Linked DNA regions of Anser cygnoides: regions 2 and 3 are each linked to region 1. The links are chromatin contacts, called in public Hi-C maps. All regions are on one chromosome and are shown on one strand. Each heading gives the region's core, a stretch centred on a gene start, on an enhancer-like site or on the middle of the called end of the contact. The rest is flanking DNA. Distances are from core to core; before and after follow the strand shown. Region 1 has its middle 340 kb from the start of CYRIB. Region 2 has its middle 19 kb from the start of MYC. Region 3 has its middle 170 kb from the start of MYC.

Evidence for each region. A called contact is a pair of places that touch in the nucleus more often than the background predicts.
Region 2: a Hi-C map of liver shows a contact between it and region 1, with 4 times the contacts expected there. The contact joins two enhancer-like sites. A contact is called at or near these places in 2 of 7 Hi-C or Micro-C datasets (granulosa cells and liver).
Region 3: a contact with region 1 is called in a Hi-C map of liver, with 2.3 times the contacts expected there. The contact joins two enhancer-like sites. A contact is called at or near these places in 2 of 7 Hi-C or Micro-C datasets (both in liver).

The regions. Positions count from the first base shown.
Region 1 is chr2:153,709,342-153,712,453 of Taihu_goose_T2T_genome, reverse strand. No RefSeq gene overlaps it. Among named protein-coding and RNA genes, the nearest start is that of CYRIB, 340 kb to the left of the region's middle. Within about 2 kb of position 1,628, at least 1 of the 3 cell types and tissues checked has open chromatin away from gene starts, as enhancers often do. A contact at or near this core is called in liver, where this site is marked.
Region 2 is chr2:153,150,540-153,153,851 of Taihu_goose_T2T_genome, reverse strand. No RefSeq gene overlaps it. Among named protein-coding and RNA genes, the nearest start is that of MYC, 19 kb to the left of the region's middle. Within about 2 kb of position 1,416, at least 2 of the 3 cell types and tissues checked have open chromatin away from gene starts, as enhancers often do. A contact at or near this core is called in liver, where this site is marked.
Region 3 is chr2:153,000,459-153,003,768 of Taihu_goose_T2T_genome, reverse strand. No RefSeq gene overlaps it. Among named protein-coding and RNA genes, the nearest start is that of MYC, 170 kb to the left of the region's middle. Within about 2 kb of position 1,643, at least 2 of the 3 cell types and tissues checked have open chromatin away from gene starts, as enhancers often do. A contact at or near this core is called in liver, where this site is marked.

The DNA of each region.
Region 1 (3,112 bases), core at 379-2,878:
ATTATATGATTTTAAGAAGTATTTGCAACATAATTCCTTACAGAAGATAGGGGAACTAAAAAATATCCTTTAATTTCTATGATACAAGAAATTTTCATTAACATTTTTTCTTTTTTTTAGTATGATCTTCCAAATGCTGGAATGTATGTACAAAAGACTCTTAATGTTCTTTCTTTCCAGTCTGCATAGTTGCAGAGAAAAGCTTTAAAATATCAATCAAGTGCATTCCTCAGTCTTACAAAAGAGAAGACACAAAATAGATCAATATTACTATCATAAGACATAATTTATTTATATATATATATTTTATTTTTTTAAGCATGTCTCACAATTTTAGGGACCCTGATTTGAAATTTATGAAAGCTCAGAGTTAACAAGATTATTTCTGCAGTAGAGCCCTTCAGAGTTTAAGACTCTGGCAAGTAAAGCTGGATGGGAAAGAACTGGGTTACTGCTGGCCCTGAATCAAATCATTTTCATGGACACCCAGGCAGGATAACAATAAATGGTGCTTTCAGTGCAATCAGGAAGTGACAAGCAGCAACAACAACTGAATCCAAGTTTTCTGCGGGAAATTCTCACTGCCTTCTCATGTGCAATTCCCTCCACTTTGCAATGAAAGTGATAAATGGCTAAACATTTGTTAGTGATCAAGAGCATGGCTCAGACTGGGCCTACCTAGAACTAAGGACAGGAGATGTCCTGCCTGAACTTGTGACCTTTCTTAACCATGCCTGTGACAGGTTAATTTCCCCCTGTCTTCATGGCCTGACACTAACAAAAGAGGAGAGCTCATGCCATGCTGATCTCTGTTGGAAGGGGAAGAAGGGACCTGAAAGCTGGGTTAAGCACACAAAGCCCTCTGACCTATGTTTTTGGCCACATTTTTGGCTGTAATTCAGGCTGAGAGCTCCTCCCCTCTGTTTGGGAAGAGCTCTGCTCAGGCTATCTGCAGAACAAAGCAAAGTGTAACGCGTTTAGTCCTGCTCAAGCCTGGCTCTATGACATGAGAAAGAGCTTGCCTTTGGGCAACACCATAGAGCAATCCTGGACCACCAGGACATACTGGGAATTTGTGCCAATAAAACATGGAAGCACAGGTTCAGGTTTCCACTTTGAATGATGGGAAATGTGGGATTAAGGGACAAGCCTGCATTGATAGCGTGTTCAGACATTGCTAATCCTCAGATTAGCAGACCTCATATTTTCAAGTACCACAAAAATGTTTAAGGTGTTGGAACACCTCTGTTATAAGGAAAGGCCAAGAGGTCTGGGACTTCAGACTAGAGGAGTCTCGGAGAGGATCTTATTAACGTATATAAATATCTGAATGGAGAGTGCAGAGGATGGAGTCAGACTCCTTTCAGTGGTACCCAGTGCCAGGACAAGAGGCAATGGGCACAAATTGGAATGCAAGAGGCTCTGTGTGAACATCAGGAAGTACATCTTTACTGTGTAGGTGATGGAGCATGGGAACAGGTTGCCCAGAGCAGCTGTGGAGTCTCCCTCCTTGAAGATCTTCAAAACTCATCTGGACATGGTCCTAGGCAACCTGCTATAGGTGGTCCCACTTGAGCAGGGAAGTTGGACAGGATGTCTTCCAGAGGTTCCTTCCAACCTCAGCCATTCTGTGATTCTGTGATTGTGATCTCTTCTCCTCACACCTTTATGTGAGGAGATTTTTGTAGGGGACTAGAGCTTTTGCAGATTGCCAGGTCTATGCAAACCTGACAGAGTTAGCTGGCCGAAAAAAAAAAGCAATGGAGTTATCCAAAACCTTCTGTGCTTTCTGTCTGTATCCATCTTTATCTTTGGAAGTTTTTCCTTCTGAAATATCCAAACACCTTTTTGAGAAAGTCATCTTGTAGCTCATACATCAACACTACTTTTTAAACTATCAGTGAGTTGGTTTTTTTTTGTTGTTTTTTGTTTTTTTTTTTTCTTTGTGTGTGTGTATGTGTTTTTGTTTGTTTGTTTTTGTCTATCTCAAATTCAAAGAACTCATTCAGATTTTGTTTGTGCTTGACTTTAACATTTTGATAATACATCGATTGACAAAGGTACATTGTGTTTACAGAACTTAGAGTGATCTTGATTGAACCTGGTATAACAGAGATCAGAGTTTAGCTTGATATGTAAAAGCAGTAAGTCAAGGCCATAAAGACTTTTTAGTTACAAACAAAATTGTATCCTTGGAATAACCTGTCATATGAGTAAAATTTCCTTTATTTCTTGAGTTCTTATATATGTGCTGTTTGCCATTTATGAGACAAAACAGAGTTGTTATACTTTGTGGTGTGGAGGATTCAGCTTGAGACCTCTTAGAACTGTGATCTGTAGACTGAACATCAACCTCCTGAAAAGCAATGCCCTTTGTGCTTGAGCATGAACATTCAGAAATGGAGATGGGCAACATGCTTAACTGTTTTCTAGTCAGACTCTTCAAGTTGATATTTAACATTTGTGCTTGTCATGAGTTCAACTGAATCCCTGGATTCCCTCTTGGAGAAACAGAAATCCTAACTGTTGTTTGAAAGTCATTATTTATTTGACAAGTTCAGTTGCCACTCATGCCATGGTTCCACATTGTGAATAGCACAAACAGCAGTTCTCATCTTGCTTGGAGCAGGTTCATGATTGTTGAACTCAGTGAAGGAAAAAGTGCAGAATTTATACTGATTTTATGGTTTTATGCCTGTTGCGGGGAACACACGATGCCTCTTCCAGCAAAACATTAAATTTTGTGCAGAGAGAACATTTTGAATAGACCTGAACCAGCAGAATGAGTTTATAGCACCTTTATTATGCAGCTACAGCATTTTTGACTTTGCAGTAGTGAAAACCGAATATGCCATGGAAAGCCGAGAAAGCAAATTCTCAGGCAGTAGTATCCTTTTATGCATGTTTGATAATGGTTTTGTCTCACATTCACCCACTTAGCAGATATTTAGCACTTGAGAAATATTTCAAATAGCAGGGAACTTTTCAAATCATAATTCTACAAAATCGTAAGTATAAATCTTAACTGGTATTACACAGAGCAGTCACTACTGTAGACTCCACTGCCAGTAAGCTCTGTCTGTACTTCAAAAGGACAACCTATGTGGAAGAC
Region 2 (3,312 bases), core at 167-2,666, 560 kb after region 1:
CATCACTCATCATCCTCATCAGCTGTTCCTTAACCACCTCTTACCCACAGTTGGAAATTCAAAGCTGGGCCCCTCCCCAGCTGCCTCTTTCACATCCCTTTCTCCCCTCCTCTCAACATCATTGGCACCACTCCCTTTGAAGGTGGACATTGTGATAAGGTTTAGGAGATTGCTTCCCGTTAGGAGGAGGTCACACGGACCCTGCATGTCTGAGGGCTATCTGCTGCCTCTGAAATGGACATGGGGCAGTAACTTCTAGCAGAAAGACAAGGTTAGGTTACTTCAGCATGGAGTTGCCACAGCTTATGAATCAGAGCCTGCAAATACATGCATAAACACTAATTAAACACAATTTAAAAGTGTCTGATATTTATCAAGCTTCATTTAGTTAGGGATCAAAATTATGTTATTGATTAACTACTGAGTTAAGCTACATTTGTGTCATCCTCTAAACCAAACTAAAGAATATCTACCTAAAGGAACTAAATCAATTCTTAGTCAACTTAAGAAAACATTTGATTTAGTGCCACTTATATGTATCCCAGAAAACACAAGTTTGCACTTAAATTATGTCTGAACTGAACTTTCAGAATTTGAATTCACTGCATAACTCAGTTCTTCTGAAAGTCAGAGTTTAGATACTTGGATCTGGCACTTTTCTTCCATCCCTTCAAGAAACAGGAGCCAGCAGTCTGCTTGCTCAGCAGTTTGCAGGGAGTTTTCCAAATCTGGCCAGATGAGGGGGGAGCATCAATGATATCATTGTCAGATTATGTTATAATAGTCGTTTGAAAATGCCTTCAGAGGAACAGAATACAATAGAAATGCTGGAGCAGAGTGGGAATTACAGACCTGGGACTGGGATCTATTGGAAGATACCCAGTATTAGCAGCTTCACGGGAAGGTTACAGCAGACCGTTAGGAGACAATCAATCTCTGTGCAAATGCTGCCTAAATCCCCATAAATTCAGGGATAATTTATACCAGCAAGCATAAGAGGGTTAACTGGGAATATAAAGTATTTTCTAGAGAGGACAAAAAAATAATAACGGCATTTTTTTTTTCCTCAATGACTCCATCTTGCTCTTTGGCACTGTTTCTGTTTTAAATAGGAAAATATTAGCTGTGGACCTGCTGCTACTGCTAATTTTAAAATTAATAGCTCTTTTTTTTTTTTTTTTTTTCCAAGTAGGAACTTTTAACTTCTCAGTAGTCGGTGAGTTATGCGGACCTTGGAGCCAACTGGAGTCTCACTATTTATGCTATGGTAGAGGCTAGAGATCATAATCAGTCTTCCAGGTGCTGTATAGAGAGACAGTCTGCTCCAAATAGCCTCAAAATAGGTGAGGGGTGGAGGGGAGACAACAAAAAGATAGGGGAAAACAGTGTGAGTTCAGGCTGCCAAGCAGGTCGGAGCTGGGAGCGGAAGAACTGACTTCTCTCCTGCATCCTCCATTGCCCTGTGCTCCAGGAGGGGTTTTCCACTGTTTTCCTGGGTGTTGTCTTTGCGTAGTTCAAGCTGATTTCTAACTCATGGCTCTGACATGCCCAAAACTCAGCCGACAGCCTCTTTTCTATGTGTATGTATCCATGTGTGTGCGTGCATGTGTGTGTAGATCCCCTTGGAGATGCCGACCCCGTGAAACAGAAATGCTGCCAGGATTTTCTCTAATGGTACAAAGGACACTACTACAAAAAGTCCTGCTGCTATTTTTATCCTTCATCCAGCTGCCCTCCGTATCTTTCTGTTTGTATTTTCCTCTTTTAGTAGACAAACCTTATCAGCAGGTGAAAGGTGGGGGCTGGATCTGGGAATAAACACCTCAATAAAGCTGACTGCAGAGCTTTAGGTTGGCTGCGGGGGTGGCAGTGGGGAATTCTTCCTCCAGAGCCTAACTTTGACCATAAACTCTAGTTCCACTTAGTAACCTAAATTGCCTCAATTTTGTCCAGCTTCCCCACTTCACTCGTATAAAGAGCGATAAAGGAAGACAAGGGTGAAATAACCTCTAAATAAAAGATGAGGTAATTTTGAAGGCACATTAGACTTTTATGTGTATTATGGCTTTTTATATAAGCCCACTGAGGGCTGCAGCATCTCCAGTATGGAGCTGTCACCTGGTGTTTTCCTCTTTATGGCAGTTTGCATAAAATGGAAGCGCCTCTGATGCAAATTGCTCAGAATTCCTTGCTGACTTTCTGGGGTGGGGAGGGAGGTGCACTGAGGGAGACGGTTTTGTTGTTGTTGTCTTCCCTTTTCCTCCAACATTAGCCATCCTTCTCAAAGGAAATAGAAAGGAACCATCTGCATACATATCAAAGATCTCACTGAGCTGAAAGAAGGTGTTGCCCAAGCAATCTGCTGAACTGAATGTACTGGGATTGATGTGGGTGAAATTCTGGCTGAAATTCAGCAGTTGGTGTTATACTGCCTGGATGATCCGAAACATCTGAACCATTCATAGTGAGATTAGTGCCGGTATGGATGCTATAAAATTCCACAAGTGTAAAAGTCTATTGGTCTGATATCTTACAAGTTTTAGAGTTTCATTTTACATTGGCTGAAAGAGAATATTTTTTGCAAGGATTGCTGACTAGGGAATCTCTAATTTGCCTCTTTTCTCCTTCCTTTTCTCTCTTGGTTGGAGAAGGAGCTGATGTGCTTGTGGCAAAGAAGAGTGTGAAGCTCTGGCATAGGGCAAAGAGGCCAAATGCAGTGAAAGCATGCTGCTAGCCATGGTATGAACTACTCTGCAGGCCAGGCTATGCTTCTGCTCCTCTCTCCTTTCCCTGAAGGGCACAGGGTAGAAGAGATTAGCTGTGTCACCTTTGATGGAAATCAACTTGCTTGAAGGGAATCCCTGGAAGGTCTAAAACCTACTTGGCTACATTCAGACTTGTCAAGTCTCATGTATTATGTGGGAGAGTCGCTCACTTGCTCACATCATGCCTCATCCCAGACACTGGCAGCAAGGTGACCTGACCTCATTCTTGCTGTGGGACCTCAGGGGCCTGTGTAGTTTACTGAGAAAAGCTACCACTCATATCAGGATTAGGAGAGAAGATACGATGCTTGAAAACCAGAGTATGTGCACTCAGGGGTGACCTCATGTCTGTAGGAGGTGAAAGACACTCTTCCAATGCTGCTTGTCAAATTATCTGACTGGTGAATTTTCACATGTATGTAGGGTCAGAAAAAAGAGAAATCCATAGGTCCTCCAGCACTCTCCTCACCTTATTTTTGAGGCAGTGTGTGCTGCAGAAAAGAATAACCATTTCTGATCTTGTTGCACCATAGCTGTCATTAGTTAT
Region 3 (3,310 bases), core at 394-2,893, 710 kb after region 1:
GAGGTGAAGCTTCATGAACAGTTCTAGTTGGTCAAAATAGACACTCAAAAAGATTGGGAAATAAAAGAGAACTGACTGTCAGCTTTAGTCATGAAGTTGTGGAATGGGAGGAGCATTCAGTAAGATGATATGCATGTAAGGCTGATGCTCTTTAATGCTTTATTGCTACATCCTTTAACGAAGCTAGAGCTCCACAAAGCTTAGTTGTCTCTTAACTTCTAATTTTAATGCCCAAGTCCAAAATTTAGATCCTCAGGACAGCTGCTCTGCCATCAACTAGACCTAGAACCATCTAGAGCCTCTAGGTAACTAACCTGAATTTTTACTGTGAAAACTCAAAGAGCTACCTGAATAGATAGATACCTGAAGAAGGACATCCTCAGAGCCTCAGAAGCTAAGGATTTCTTTGTGGAGCTCCCAGAAAACTCACATTTTCCCTGTAGATCTCTCTTGAAGGTTCCAATCTGCAGTAATTCTATGCTCGTTGTGATTCCTCACTTGATGGGACCTTTATGTAAGTTCAGTTGGTCATGTTCTCCTTTGTACTAAAAATCTCTGAACGTGAAATGGAGCTGGAAAGTGAAATCAGACTTCTCTTTCCCTAATTCAGTGATTCAGTGACCCATTCCTTTTCTACATTTCCTTTATTTTCTTCTTTCCTCCTTCTAATGGACAGAATATTTTATTTTTAATTACTTTTTTTTTTTCCCCAACATATGATTGTTTCCACAGGTATGTCTGGAATAAAAGTGCTATCCAAGATCCCCATTAACCATGGTCCTGAGTGCACCATGCATGAGGTGGGAAATGTAAGCCCTCTCAGACAGGTGGAAGTACTCTCTGAACAGTAGATGAGAAGAAGCACCAAAGCTACTGAGGAAATGGATGTTTTTCTGAACAGTTTTGCTGAGAACTGTGTAGCTTCATTTGACTTTGTTTTTGTTTTTAAAGGACAGTGTTTATTTGGACAAGTTATATGTTTGGCCTTCCAAGGACAAACAGATCATTGGAGACGTGAATGGTCTGAGTGCTCATGGCCTTTTCTAATGGTACTATGGTGAAGTGATCTGGCAGTTTTGCCACTTGTGGAGTTCTTTGCTCTCTAGGTCACTGGCACAAAGAGTAGTTCTGATGTCAACACAGAACAAAGTTCCCTGTGATCAGCTGCCTGTTTGCTGTGAATTCACCTATGGCTGAAGTTCTACTTAAGAGCAGAAGGAAGTCCAGTACAGCACTCTTGTTTCTCCAGTGTAAATCTGTAACAAGCCTTCTCCTATGCAAAAATAATGGGCTTGTCCACATGGAATGCTCTTTCTGTCATGATTCTAGGCAGCCTGAATGCTGAATACCCAGTTTTCTTGATCAGCAAGGAGAAGCCTGTTTAAACTATTTTTATTGAGCAAACAACTATCCTGCTCACATTATTAGTGACTGTCACAAATTAGTGACATCTGGCTTGGCTTCCCATATTGCACAACTCTGCACTGACTTCACTATTTTTTATTTAGCTAAAGCATGCATTGACTATAAGAAACCAAGAAAGAGCTAGTCTGTCTTTTCACTTAGGAGTGCCTCCCAATGGTTAAATTTCCCTGTCAGGTCTTTCAAAGCTCATCTTCTGTCTGAGCAAGCAGCTAGGCAAGCTTTCAGCACCTCACAGCAGTGCATTTTCTGTGACTTTCACAGAATTTTGGTGGCTCTTCTCTTTACCCTCCATACATTTTCTTTACATTTATTATCTGAACTGTGAGCAACAAAACTAGATAGTGTGCTCCAGCAAAATCGTTTCCAAACTCCACAGTTTGCTTTTTTTTTTTTTTTTGCTAAGCTGTGGAGTTCTTCCTATCATGATACAATTTTAAACTTTTATTGTCAAATGCTGAAGTAGATTCTGTTGTATAAATATAGTTCATAATTTTGTTTTCTCTTTGAGGCAGAAATTACATCCATAAGAAATAGCCAAAGTATTTATAGCAAATAACTTATTTCATTAATTTTATTCCATCTATTTTTTTTTTCTGTGTATTTGTTTACAACTTTGGAACTGATTGTTGCATATTTTATGCATGAATATTTGAATCCATTTGTTGTGCATAGACTGTGCCAACTGTGTCTCTGGCCGTTCTGTTCTCTTGTTCAATGTAGTTGGCATTTTTAAATGAAAAATTGACACTGTCAGGGACTGCATACTGAATCAGACAGACCTTTGCTCTGATCTGCTGTAATCATCCTTCTATTTGTGTGTATCTACCCTTTGTAAAAAATAAGTCAGAAGTAAAACTTTGTGATATTGAGTTGTTTTAAGAAACTTTTAATAGTTAGGAAAAAATGTAGATGTACCCCAAATAGTTATTATCTGAATAAAATGTTTCTGTTCTTTGAAACATAACTTTTTAGTTCAAAATTTCAATAAATTAATATGAAATATTTGTTTAAGGAAATCAGTAATGGAAATTTTGAAGATTTTTGCTTTTTGTCATGTTTAGGGCAGGGATAAGCCACGCAACACCAGTTGTTCCAGAGACATGACTGGTTTTGGGAGTCTTCCTTCTTTGTGCATATGGCCAAAACTGTCACATACAGAAGATGAGAAACAGATTTCAGCAAAGCTACATTAGCCTTTGTGTGATAATATATTTGAGAGCCTCTGGGAAGAAAAAAAAAGTAAAATAATGTTCCTAAGAACTTTCAAAGGAAATTTAACAGGTATTAAAGAGATTAAAAAAAAATATAATAATTTTCAACATTTTTAAGAAAGAAATAAATTGAGTGAACACTTACTTGTGGAACCATTTTCCAGCTCTAGCATTTTTATTCATGTTAGGAAAAATCCTGAGGCCACTGCCAGAGGTGTAAGATGTTTTTTATAACTAAGATGCTGCTTTCAAAGAATTATGATCAATACCTGGATCTGTTTCCTGCTTTCTGGCCTTGAGTAGGTCACCTAAGCTCTGTACCTCATATTCTTTTTGTAGGGAGGAAGTTTAACATTTTCTGCCTCCTGCTCCTCCCCACCCCCCCACCGTTTTTTTTTTAACCATACATTCTGAGAGAAGGGAGGCCCAGATTTATCTTACCTATCTTTCAGCCCTTCAGGTGCCTAAGATATTTATGTATTGACAAGAAAGAGAAGCTTTTCCACACAGCAACTCTGGCTGACAAATGTCCGAATCACCCCACATAGTGCCCCATTGATTATAGAAGAAGCCTCTAGTGACTTTAGTCCTAAATGAAACATCTCAATTAAACGTCTCTTGTAAGGCAGATGAATCCGGGATGGACTATCTTTTATTAATAAACACTGCGTCTC